2 separate regions of the Sus scrofa genome follow, and region 2 is linked to region 1. The links are chromatin contacts, called in public Hi-C maps. All regions are on one chromosome and are shown on one strand. The core of a region is the stretch at or near the end of the contact, and the rest is flanking DNA. Distances in the headings are between cores, read along the strand shown.

Region 1 (6,385 bases), core at 2,873-5,372:
AATATCTTCAGCCATAATTTCCTTTCAGTCCACTTCAGCATTCTGCAAATATTTAGTGAATGACTAGGCAAGGCACTTTACTAAGTGCTGGGGATAGATATGAAGATGAATAAAACATGGTCTCTTCCTGCGGAATTTTTCAGCCTAGTAGAGGAAAAAAATTTTTGATAGAAAAAAGAATTTTCAATATTGTGTTTCCTTTTCTAGAATGAAAGAAATTTTCTCTAGTCTTGGATGCCAAGAACTTTGAAGAACTGGGCCGAGCGGAGGTGCCTGTGCAAATGCCTTATGGGTTCCATGGCACCTTCGTGACCATCTGATGGAACAACCATGAGGTCTGAAAACTAGGTTTGAAATGAATGTGCTCTGTAGAAAACAGAGAGCACAAGTGCACCTTACCTTCCAATCTTAGACATCTGGCTTTAAAATTTCTATTAAAAATGGAAGGCACCAGATATTTATAGTTTTATATTTATTTTGTTAGGGATCTTCCTTGAAAGCATTAAGCAAGTGTTGATACAACTTTTTTTTTTTGGTCACTCTGCAGCCTGTGGAATTCCCAGGCCAGGGACTGAACTCCTGTGACAGCAGCGGATCCTTAACCCACTGAGCCACCAGGGAATTCCTGATACAACCTTTGGAAGAGAGTTTTAACTTTCTACTTACCAGATATACCTTCTTCCAGGTAATACGAATACATAGGAGTTCCTGTTGTGGCTCAGCTATAATGAACCTGACTAGTATCCATGAGGATGTGGGTTTGATCCCTGGCCCTGCTCAGTAGGTTATGGATCTGGCATTGCTGTGAGCTGTGGTGTAGGTCACAGATGCAGTTTGGATCTGGCATTGCTGTGGCTGTGACATAGGCTGGCAACTGCAGCTCCGATTTGACCCCTAGTTTGGGTGCAGCCCTAGAAAAAAAATAAGATACATAAAACAAAAACTAGACTTGGGTATTATCACTACTAGAGCAGTGGGTGACAGAGGTTCCCACACTTGGGAGAAGATTACAAATAACCATAACCAGTAGAATATGAATTTAGGTCTGAAAAGCCCCTTGTTTCTTCCATGACAGGCTGCCTGTTGCTACTGATCCTAAGGTACTCCCAGAGGATCTCATGCGTGGAGGCTTCTAAACTGGCTATTTCTCTGCCGTCCACAGCAGATGCCACTGCAGTTGAACTACCCACTACCAGTTTCTATCCTGCCCCCAGCTCAGCTTTGGGAAGGTGTTGTTTTGAGGGATGTTGCTAAAGTCAGGCATTTTTTCTAACCTCCAGGTGTCTAGTTCTTCAGAGACTGGTGAAAAGTTGCTAGTTCTTTATAGTTGGGCAACAGGTGGCACTAGAGACCATATAATCTCCACATTTCTAAACTCAGTGTTTACCTACAGCCCAAACCAGCCTAAACCTGTCACATAAACCACACCCCCAAATCCCACATTCTTTTTCCATTAGGTATACTCCAACCCAGGCCAGTTAAACTGTCCATGCTCCACGTGCATGTTGAATATTGCTGGACAAGCCTCTCAAACATGTGGTTTGTGGACAATGTGAACCTGTTGGATTTTCTGCATAGCCCTCCATCAGCATAGTTTCTTCTCTGTTTTCCTTGATAGTTACTATAAACATCACCAACTCTATTCTCTTTAACAAAAATGTTCCATACAAATGCTTCATGCTGGGGTGGCAATGAAGTAAAAGTTCTAAGTTTTGTGTCCAGGGTGGTGAGATACAGGACAACAGCAGTAGGTACAGAATGGTAAAAAAAAGATGCCTAAACAGAATTAATATAGCAGAGGTGGGAGCTCAGAGGCTTAGACAACCATAAAAGCATAAATCCCCTGATATTTCACAAAATCTTTGAAAGGGTATTGTACTTCCTCAAACAAGACATGGAGGTTTGATCCAGATCTTTCTTATCTGGACCCGAAGAGTGAAGGAGACTCCATCTGACTTTTGGGAGGTACACAGACCTATCTGATCTTGTCCATCTTCTGTTTTTAAAACTTTACTCCATTCTACTACATAGGCAATGAAGCCCAAACATATAAAGATCAGCAGTATAAACATAAGAATTTGACCCAGGGATGTCTGAATTCTGTCTTGGCCCTGCCATCTTTAAGGTTGTTTTGTTTGTTTGTTTGTTTGTTTGTTTTGCTTTTTAGGGCCGCACTCATGGCATATGGAAGTTCCCAGGCTAGGGGTAGAATTGGAGCTACAGCTGCCAGCCTACACCACAGCCACAGCAACGCAGGATCCAAGCCGAGTCTGCGACCTAAACCACAAGTCACGACAATGCCAGATCCTTAACCCAGTGAGCCAGGCCAGGGAATGAACCAACTAGGATCCATGAGGTGCGGATCAAACCCGAATCCTCATGGATCCTAGTCAGGTTCATTAACCACTGAGCCATGAAAGGAACTCCTATGAGGTTCTTGAAGGAGAAGACAAAAAGGGTCAATACTTTATAGTCTAGGTACAGCAGAAAGTTCTGGAAATTGAGCATATGACTGAGACATAAAGCTTAGGCAGGGCCTCTTCCTCTCCCTGAGTCCAACTTACCACTGGGCAATGTCCTGAGACTCAAGGAAAGGGAGTATACAAGTGAGGGGAAAGGGATTAGGGGGCTCCCTAGTGACCCGTCTTAACCACGTCTGCAAAGATACTATTTCCAAATAAAACCATATTCTGGGGGGGGGGTACAATTCAATCTGTAGCAGTGTGACTGAGGGTAAATTTGGTGAGTGCCTTTATATAGAATCGACTTTAATAAAATAGAGCAAAAATTCTGCAAATGCAATGATTTTTATTAAAGCAAACAGCAATTTCTCCAAAATTATACCCTTTTAAAATTTTATTTTGATTCTTTAAATCGTTTTTGAAACAAGTGAGGCATTTGTGTAATCGTTAGAGTATCTATGATGTAGTCAGTGCCTGGGGGAACACTGTTTACATTATAAGTGATCTTGGGTAAGTAATTCATTTATAGTAGGCCTGTATTTTCTTATCTGTGAGAGGACTGAGTTAGATTTTGGGTCTCTACCTCAAAAATCTCTGGTTTGGAGTTCCCATCGTGGCACAGCGGAAATGAATCTGACTAGGAACCATGAGGTTGCGGTTCGATCCCTGGCCTCCCTCAATGGGTTAAGGATCTGGCATTGCCGTGAACTGTGGTGTAGGCCATAGATATGGCTTGGATGCTGTGTTGCTGTGGCTGTGGCATAGGCCCTTGGCAACAGCTCTGATTAGACCCCTAGCCTGGGAACCTCCATGTGCCGCAGGTGCGGCCCTAAAAAAAGGACAAAAGACAAAAAACAAAACAAAACAAAACTCTGGTTTATAATTATTCAAAGTTCTTTTACAGTCCAGTGGAGGAGAGGAGAAAAAACTTGAAAATGTGTGAGGAATATTTGCTACATAACATATTAATAATAACGATAATGCAGAATGAACAACATATATAGCTGGAGACAGGAGACATTTGAGAGAAATCATTGGGGCTTATATTTCTGCCATGCCCATGATTTTATCTATTTCCAGTGCCTGGAACATGCCAGCAACATAGTACACACTCGGTAACTAATGAAAGGATGAAGGGAGGCAAGAGATGACATGGTGCATGCTGGCAACTCTAAGTAGTTTGATCACTCCTTAGGAGTAGATGTGAGGAAACAAGATCCTATCACTCCGAGGTGTCTGCGGTGAACAGAAAATTGCTAATGTGTGTATGTTCATGGGTGCATGTGCTTACACTGTGGCAACCAAGTGATAAATGGGTCCATGCAGGAATGTGGACGATAAGGACAGCTTGAGAACTCCCCTTTGTTCCAAACAGTCCAAAGGTAATATCGGTTCTGAAGACCACGTGGTCCTACACGTGCCCTCAAATTTCTCCGCCTTTTAAGCTATAAGTAGACTGGTCCTGGGACTCATCTCATCCTGCCACTGGAGGTTTACACCGTAACCCTGGGCTTTCCAGAAGCGAGTGGGAAGGGCGGCTCAATGAAGTCCCTCCCTGATTCAAAGTAGGCCCACGCGCACCCTAACTGCACGACGTGGCCTCAGGTTTAGCGGACAGAAAAATGAAGGCCACCAGACCCCATCTACTCTAAGGCACGCCCAGCTCTGTGAGCTCTTGCTCTCCCGAGATAACGGAAAGCCCGGTGCGGCCTCCAAGCCGGCAGAGGGAGCTCAGCCGCAGGGCGCTTCCGGGGCGCCTGCCGCACTGCGCAGCCGCGGAGGGAGGCCCCGCCCATTCCCCCAGGCAGGCGGCGGCCCCGGGGCAGGAGGCTCGGCCTTGCCTCGCGGGCGGAATGAGGAGCGACGCTGACTCAGGCCCCCACCGGCGGGCGCGAGTGTCCCGCCTCGCGTCCTTCAGCGCGTCCCATCGGCTCCACAGGTGGGTGTGCCCACGGTGAGAGTAGCGAGGGCGGGGCCTTCGAGGCCTGGGCCTAGGAGGGCCTGGCGCCCGGACGTCGGGGGTCGGCCGGGGTACCCTACGTTGAATAGGCGGGGCGCGCGGCGGGGCGGGGGCGCGCGGCGGCGGGGCGGGGGGGCGCGCGGCGGGGGCGGGGGCGCGCGGCGGGGCGGGGGCGCGCGGCGGGGCGGGGGCGCGCGGCGGGGCGGGGGCGCTGGGTGCCTTCTTAGGGCCGCCGGGCCTCGTCGACCACCTAAGAGCCGTGATAGCGAGTTGACCAGGCTCCAGAGGGGCTGTGCAGTGACTGCGGAGGGCGACGGCCCAGGGTACGCAGCCCGGAGGGTCCTCTCGCTGGCTCTGCGACCTGAACGTACTTCTTGGTCCCTCGGATTGCTCTAATTTAGCTTAGAGGGTCGCTGTGACCTTCAAAGGAGTTGAGCTCGCCCACGTTACGCGGTACCCGGCACATCGTAAACACTCAGTTCATGTTAGCTGCTGTTATGTCAGGAGCATTGGCAAGCAGCACAGTTGGGATTGAACCCAGAGTACTCAGACTGCTGGGTCGAATTGAAGAGTTGATTTTGAGGGGATATTTGCCACTTAGTAGAAGGCTCCACTCTCTGAGCATCTGTTTCCTCCTCTGTGAAACCAGGATAATAATTTCTACCTAAGAGGATTGATGCATTCATTCACAGGACAGGTATTTTTTGTCAGGTCTTGGGCTAGGTAACAGGCATGCAGCAGTGATCAAGACCTGTCTTAGCCTTACTTCTGGAATGTACAAACTGGCCAATTTTTTGGAGGGTAGAGTGAGGTAATTTTGTGCAGAAGCTTTGTGAATTGTGGCACGTGGAATGTAAGAAGTGGGTGAGCAGGAGAGAATGAGGAAAGTAATAGTGTCTCACAGAGAAAGGGGTTATTTAATAGGAAGCTCAAACATGTGAGGGTTGTAGAGCCTCCTTGCAGATGCACTGTTGATTGGACAGGTATAAATATAAAAATCCGTTGAGAAAATTGTTCTCTGTTTAGAACATACGCTGAGTATCGTAATTTTATTTTATTTTTATTATTATTATTTTTGTCTTTAGGGCCACACCTGTGGCATTTGGAGGTTCCCAGGCCTAGGGGTCAAATCAGAGCCGTAGCTGCTGGCCTACACCACAGCCACAGCAATGCCAGATCTGAGCCGCATCTCAACCTACAGCACAGCTCATGGCACTGCCACATCCTTAACCCACTGAGCCCTAGGCCAGGGATTGAACCTGTGTCCTCATGGATGCTAGTCAGATTCATTTCCCTGAGCCACGATGGGAACTCCTCCATGAGTATTGTAATTTTAAAGTTTCACCTAACTCGAATACTCCTCAATGTACAGGTGAAGTTATCAATATTAGGCAATAGTTGAGGGATAATAAAAACGTTTTAAAGGAAAGGTCAGAGATTGTTTTTTGGGAGGAATGAGATTTTAAGCCAGTTGAAAACAAACTTTTTTTTTTTTTTTTTAAATAATTACCATGTGCTTTTGCTTCATTCAGTCGGTGCCTAGTAATATAGTAAATGTTGAGTCGAAAAATGCAAGGGCCTTGAGCAGATTAGTTATTGAAATCTTGCTGTGGATCAAGGATGTTGAATTTATTTTTGCTAATTTGTATGGTATAGTAGTCTAATTAGGGGACATACTCTGGTTCCTGACATAAAATTAAGTAATCAAGTCAAATTGTAACTCTCCATTTGGTGAGCTAAAGAATAATAAATTGTGAAAATTTTCAAAGGCTAGAGCAGACGATAAGTGTAGAGAACAGAGAAGGTGTCTGAAATGTGTCATGTTGACTTTTTTTTTTTTTAAATTAGCAAATCTCTCAGTAATGAAGAAAACTTGAAACTCTTTGGGAAATGCAACAATCCAAATGGCCATGGGCACAATTATAAAGGTGAGAGAAAAACGGGTGAAATTTTCAACAATGAT
Region 2 (6,490 bases), core at 3,515-6,014, 1.6 Mb after region 1:
TTTGGACATAGCTGAGAAAAAAAAGAAAATGGGACCTTCGAGAGGGTACTTAATAACTACGGGAGGATGTAAAAAGAATGAGAGAATGAGTACCAAAAGCTCACTGATCTGACCAGAAGGTGGTTAGTCACTGGTCACCTCCAAGAGATGCATTATTCGCCAGTAACAAATACTGAGAAGCCTACTGCTGGCAAGGCTCTCACTGGGTGGCTTGGGAGATGCTGATCATATAAAACCACTCCCTGCCCTACTATCTAACCTACTGCTGCCTGGTCAGCCTTTCTGTAGGCCCCTGAGCCATCAGCCCTCTTCTTGCTAGAGCCTAACCTGATCCCCATGTCATCTTTTAACTGGGCTTTTGCACAAGCTGTCACTGCACCTCAAGCTCCGTGGTAGAATCTGGGAACCAACTCACCCCAGCTCTTGGCCTCCCATCAGCCAAGAGTTAATACTGCCTGGATGTATATTTTTCAAATTTTCTACAATGAGTTGGAATTATATTGCACTGGAAAACTGTTTTAGAAAAGAGACAGGTGGATTTAGAACTCTGTTCAAAATGTAAACAAACTGAAAAGGAGGTGGACAAGGCAACAGCTGGACAGAGCAGAAGAGGATTTTGCTATTGTTGCTATTTCTTTTTCTTTTTCTTTTTTTTGACTTTGGAGGGCCGCACCCACAGCATATGGAAGTTCCCAGGCTAGGGGTCAGATCAGAGCTACAGCCGCTGGCCTATACCACAGCCACAGCAACAGGGGATCTGAGCCATGTCTGCAACCTATACCACAGCTCGTGGCAACGCTGGATCCTTAACTCACTGAGCAAGGCCAGGGTTTGAACCCGCATCCTCATGGATACTAGTCAGGTTCATTACTGCTGAGTCACGAGGGGAACTCTTGGTGTTGCTATTTCATTTGAGGATTGAGGACAAGTGGGCGTAGCTGGATGGAGAATGAGAATTGTGTGGAGAGGCAAAGAGCTTCTCAACATTTACCACCCATGGATCTTGTCATAAGGCAGGTTCTGATTCAACAGCTCTAAGGTGGAGGCCCAAAGAGTGGTTTGTAGGGCTTGCTCATTTCCTTCTTAGAAATACTCCAACCGTGGCAATTTCAAGCTACCAACAAGAGGTCACTGAACGCAGTTAGGAAGAAACAATCAGCTGGAGAGGCAGTACAGGTACAAACACAAGCTGGCTCCAGCACACCCATGTTACTACATTTCCAACAAACTCCTAGGTAATGTGGATGCGGCTGGTCCATACTGCAGGTGCCGGGGCTTAGGACAGGATAAAGATCTAAGAAAACTCAGGAGAGTGAGGAGAGGCATCATCTAAAACAGGGGTTCTTAAGCTCAAAATTATTGACATTTTGGGCCAGACAACTTTTTGTTTGGGGGGTGGGGGAGCTATCTGTACACTGTAAGAGGTTTAGCAGCACTCCTGGCTTGTACCCATTAGTTGACAGGAGCATTCTCCCACCCTGGGCTGTAGTCACAATCAAACAGGTCTCTAGACACCACGGATTTTGCTTCATCTCTAAGAAGTGAAGGGAGAAGGGAAGGCTACCTCTTGCATTGAGAGAAAAGAGATGCTGAAGAAGGGAAAAAAAACCCAAACATGAGACAGACAGCTCTTTAGGTATCAGCAAGCTCAGTCAAGTAGAAAGGAAAGTTAGCTACTTAGAAAAAGCACAGGGAGGACTGAAAGCTTAAAACATCAGGAGGAACGTTCTAGAGAGTAAAGGTTCTGACCCAAGACAATGAGTTCACTGAGTATAAAGCAGGATCAGAAATATCTTGTGCTCTTGAGAGTCAGAGTGTCTGGGTGCAACCCTGGCTCTACTATTTACTAGCTGGTTAACTTTGGGCAAATTATTTAACAAGAAATAAGAAAACTTCCCGAAGTTGTCGTGGGAACTGAGATAACACATGTTATGTTCTGAGCACAGAGTCTGGCATACAGTATGTGCTCAATTAATGTTTTCTACTTCTATTATCAGTATCATTATTTTCCTTGAAAAATACATTGCACTTGTCTGCTTCTTTGAATTTCTTTGCTGAAACAAAACATGTGGAAAGATCTTGCCTGGCGAGGCATTACCTTGTCAATGTGTTTTATAAATACTATACTCACTGTGTGAGGAGGAACTGTTTGTAGCTGGAGGCATGAGAGTGAAAGCCAACCAAGCACTGACTTAGTGATGTTCCAAAAATCACAATTAATGAGATAAGGTAAGAGAATGAAAATCCAATAAATCAAAGGAAGCATTAAATTTTCACCGAAAACAGACAGGTTTTCATAGCAGAGTGTATGATGAGCCCCAGTACTGCTTCCAAGGATGATGGGTTTATAAGAGCCAACCTGACTTTGAGTTGTTTATCCTACAATAACAGTAAACATTGCTGCTCTTTTCCTCTAAGTCAAGACTTGATTAAAATAGTGCCTTCCTTGAGACTCCAGAACATATTTCAAGAGTTCTATGTTTTCCTCTCACTAAAATTCTTGGGCAGCTGTAGTGAGTTCTGCCTGTCCCATGCACAACTGACCAGTAAGGGAGGGGAAGCATTCTAGGTTTTAAATAGCTTCACAGGCTCAGGAGAGGAGAGGAGGGCTCCTGGCAATTAGAACAATGGAAGATCCTTTAAGGGCAATGCTGAATGCTTGAGGAAATTCAAAATAGAGTCCATTCCAACCTGAAACCTAGGAAGATGAGGAAGATGTTATTAAAATCTTTCCTCTGAGATATGAAAGGTTCTTTCCCCATATAGGATTCCTTCAGCTAGCCTGCTAACTTCAAGCATTTCACACTAGCAAAAACAAAAAGGGCAAACATGATAGAGCATTCCAAAGCTTATCATCCGTCTGTAGGGGGCGAATCACCGAGAAGAACAGTAAATGTTCTCACTCCGCAGGTTGCCAGGAATCAGGGTCCCCCGGCCAGGCACAGCCACTAGAGTTCCAAGCTTTCCAAAAATAGCTATGACTTATATACAAAAGTTCATCAAACACCTCACATCTAAACCCTTAAACAGAGAGCTAAGACCATGGTCACCTCTCAAACTCTGGCAGAGGTAAATGAAATGTAATTGCTGCTGACCAACAGGCACATGGTCTCAACCAACAAATTTAAATATGACTTGCTGCTCTCCCTTAAAATAGTCTCTTCTCTAAATCAACATGACTGTCTCAAAACTAAGATTTTCCCATCCGTTTTTAAGTCACCGTCCTAAAAACAAATGCAACTGATCTCCGACACCAGAGAAAATCCTGACGCAGACTCCAACTGGCATTTGTAAACACCTAACAATATTTCTATTAGAAATCAACCCATGAAATGCCACCTGCCTACTTCCATTTTGGAGCCCAGAACCTGGAGGTATCTTTTACTACAGGAGTTTAAAAAAAGGAAGTGCGGTCACTTTACACACTATTGGTCCTCTGAGTGCCTGAAAAGGAAAGGGAAAAAAAAAAAAAAGGCATAAAAGGTTTCTCACGTGGAGGTATCTGACAGCTTTGTACTGTAAATATTTCATGAAATTCCTCATTTCCAAACTTGCATTTGAATACGTGGTACAGGTTTCCCATTCTGTCTTGAAAAAGCTCAGCACTTGAGGGGGGTCCGGGCAGTATTATAAGATTCCAAAGTAACATTAGAAGACATTCTCAAGTTGCCCACTTCCCGAGTTTTTTTCGCACAGACATTAGCCTTTTGATTTTCTCTCAAACCAGTGTTCTTTCACTCTCACCATCTTAGCCCAGAAATCCCTGTATTGATTTCAATCTTCTTAGATTAATAGGAATAGGGAAGCATTATCAGCATACCTTCTAATCATCGCGGTGCTCCTCCCCCTTCCTTAAAAATCTAGAGTGATGAATGCAGCAATTGGGGAGGTTGCTCTCTGCTTAAAAAAAGGAGGGGGGGTGTGGAAGACAGAAAGCGGTAACTACGACCCCCGATCTTTCACAAGGTGTTGATAAATCCTGCCTTTAAGTTAGATAACTTCGGTTATCTAACTGCTTTAGACACTTTTAAAACAGCATTGCCCCAAAACAGATTAGAAAACAAAAACAAAAACCACCAAAGCTGCCCCTTTAGGAAGTTTCTCACCCCTGCCGGGGGCCGGGAGAGCTCCCTTTAGAGATCCCTGATGAAGACAGCCCACGTCCAGCCTTTTGTATTTGATTTTTCAAAACAGCTAATCTCCCTTGAACTTCAGCCCGCCCCCGGACCCGAAGAGAGTCCTCGATCTCTGCCTTGCAGAGACTTCAGCCTCCTCCCGAGTCCCAGTCTTCACCCGCACGGCGCGCCGCCCTCGCTCGCGCCGGGCCCGGGCGCCCTCCGCAGCCCCCTCCTGCCCGGCCCCGCGCCCGAACCCCGCAGGCCCGTCAGCGCCCCGCGCCGCTCCGGCCCGGACCCCGAACCCCCCACCCCGCGGGACCCAGAGCCCGCCCCCCGGCTCCTGCCCGCCGCCGCCGCGAAGCCCACCGAGCCGTGGCGGTCCGCTGCTCCGGCCGCGTCGTCCTGCTGCAGCTCCGCAGTCATGGCCGGGGCGCCCCTCCGCGGGTCACTAGCCTCCCGCCGCCGCCGCCGCCGCCACAGCCACCCCCAGCCGAGCCTCGCGGGAGGAGGAGGAGGAGGAGGCGGAGGCGGAGGTGGCGGAGGTGGAGGAGGAGGCCCCGCCCCCGCCCTCCACCCCGCTCCGGCCCCGCCTCCGGCCCGCCGCGCGCCTGAGGCTCAGCCCACACGCTCCGCCCCCGGCCTGAGCGCGCACGCCAGGCGCGCGGCCGAGGGCCGAGCCGCTCTGCGTGCTCCCGCGTACGCCGGGCTCTGACCCGGCGCAGGCCACGTGACCCCGGCCCCGCCCGCGCCTAACGGTCAGCGTCGGCGGCGGAGTGGTTGTGTTCCGGGCGGTTGGCTCCCAGGAAGTGGCCTTGCGGAGCGCGGACCCCTCCGAAATCCCCGTTACCTCCTTCGTCCCTGAGAACTTATTTCGAGGAGTCACCATCTGCTCAAGACTCCCCACAGACGAGTTAAAGCTATTCCCCATCTTGAGACCCTGTCTGGGGTTTCCCTCGCAGCAGTGGAGCCATTTCCAAGTCCAACTGCGGGAATAATTGATTTATCGTTCCTGAAAAAAAGAAAGCGATAGTCTGAATAGAGTGGTCTGACGTCTAAAGCTAACCAAACAGATCGGAATCTATTCACTGATGCTCAGAATGCTGCTTTAACGCTGGCCTGGGGAGCAGAAATTACCATTGTCCCATTTTAGCTGTTTATGGCATTCAGCCTAAAATTTTACAGTATTTTGTTAAGTTTGAGCCAGATGCTTATGGCATATTAAGCATTAATAGTACGAGTTGTATTTTCAGCAGTTTGGTGGAAATCGTAACTACGAGACCATATTTCACAGGTATCACAACGACAATCCTCTTGGCACACTTTTAGCTGTTCCAAACCTACATGGAGGCTGGGTGTGGAAGGGCCTCGTTTAGGGGGAACTGCTTATATCACTGCCCTGGTCTAGCCCTTGGGCAGCACCTTCAGTGTGAATTTTATGTGGATGCTGTCCTTTCCTGTGCTCCTGGCATTGTTGGCCATGTGATTGTGATGTTTCACCTGCAGGCCTTTTTAGTCTGCATTGACCACAGCTTGAGACATAAGGGAACAGGTACAGAGCAAGTGCAGCAGCCCCTGTGGGAGACCTGATGACACTCAGGAGCCTGGACCGTGACTGCTGCTACTTCCTTCACCTGAAAGTTCAGGGGGGGTCCCCTTTCCCTGGCAGATAAACTGGTGGCATGATCATAATATTCTACTTTCAGCAGACTGTGTGTTTGTCTGATGGGTGTAGAGCTTTTTATGCTTGTGGCTTTACCTTTTTTTTTTTCCTCGTGAGTAATCAACCTGTGTTCCTGGTCTCAACTTGGCGGTCATTGCAAAACAAGTTGATTTCTCAGTCCAGTTGATTTGTAGCATTGTATACCTCTAAATTGTTAGAAAGCTCTATTTCTGTCTGTCTTTATCATGTCTCTGTAGTGATTGTTTGCCTTTGCTCATTCATTTTAGGAAATTTCTTATTTACTGGTATAAATGAGGTGGAAAATTGTAACTCTTTCATGACAAGTTCCTTAAAAGACCACCAGAGAGTTTCTCTATCCATATTCCTGAAAGAGTTGTGTATAGCCATTTGAGCAATATTGCCCCCAGAGTTTTGATAAAGTGTCTTTCTGTTATATGGTTCTAAACAGGGCCCTAGATCTAATCAGTTTGATCTGAGGGCGGTAGACCTGATCAATCCTCCTGGCCCATTTGGGTTTAACTACCACCTGGTCCTGGACACAGTCATCAGCTACAGACACCCTGTCCAATCAGTATTTAACGAACACTCCACATCATTGCTTGACCATCATTTGGCAATCTTCGTGGTGATCAAATATCAAAAGTAAGTATCATGGACATGTGCTGGCACTGCAGAAAACCCCTTCTCATTC

What was found. Hi-C and Micro-C count contacts between places; a contact is called where the count stands out from the background.
Region 2: a Hi-C map of mesenteric adipose tissue shows a contact between it and region 1, with 2.0 times the contacts expected there. The contact joins the promoter of USP28 here to the promoter of PTS in region 1. A contact is called at or near these places in 2 of 5 promoter capture datasets (fetal skeletal muscle and liver) and 2 of 47 Hi-C or Micro-C datasets (embryonic fibroblasts and mesenteric adipose tissue).

What each region holds. Positions count from the first base shown.
Region 1 is chr9:39,916,035-39,922,419 of Sscrofa11.1, forward strand. It overlaps PTS (6-pyruvoyl tetrahydrobiopterin synthase), which reads left to right and starts at 4,123. Exons shown (of 6, transcript XM_005667339.3): 1 at 4,123-4,401; 2 at 6,271-6,350. The coding sequence starts at 4,316. BCO2 (beta,beta-carotene 9',10'-oxygenase) reads left to right here. Exons shown (of 12, transcript XM_013979374.2): 12 at 208-457. The coding sequence ends at 228.
Region 2 is chr9:41,476,280-41,482,769 of Sscrofa11.1, forward strand. It overlaps USP28 (ubiquitin carboxyl-terminal hydrolase 28), which reads right to left and starts at 4,765. Exons shown (of 24, transcript XM_021062863.1): 1 at 4,485-4,765. The coding sequence starts at 4,541. LOC102166826 (a long non-coding RNA gene) reads left to right here and starts at 4,862. Exons shown (of 3, transcript XR_002335634.1): 1 at 4,862-5,409; 2 at 6,248-6,441.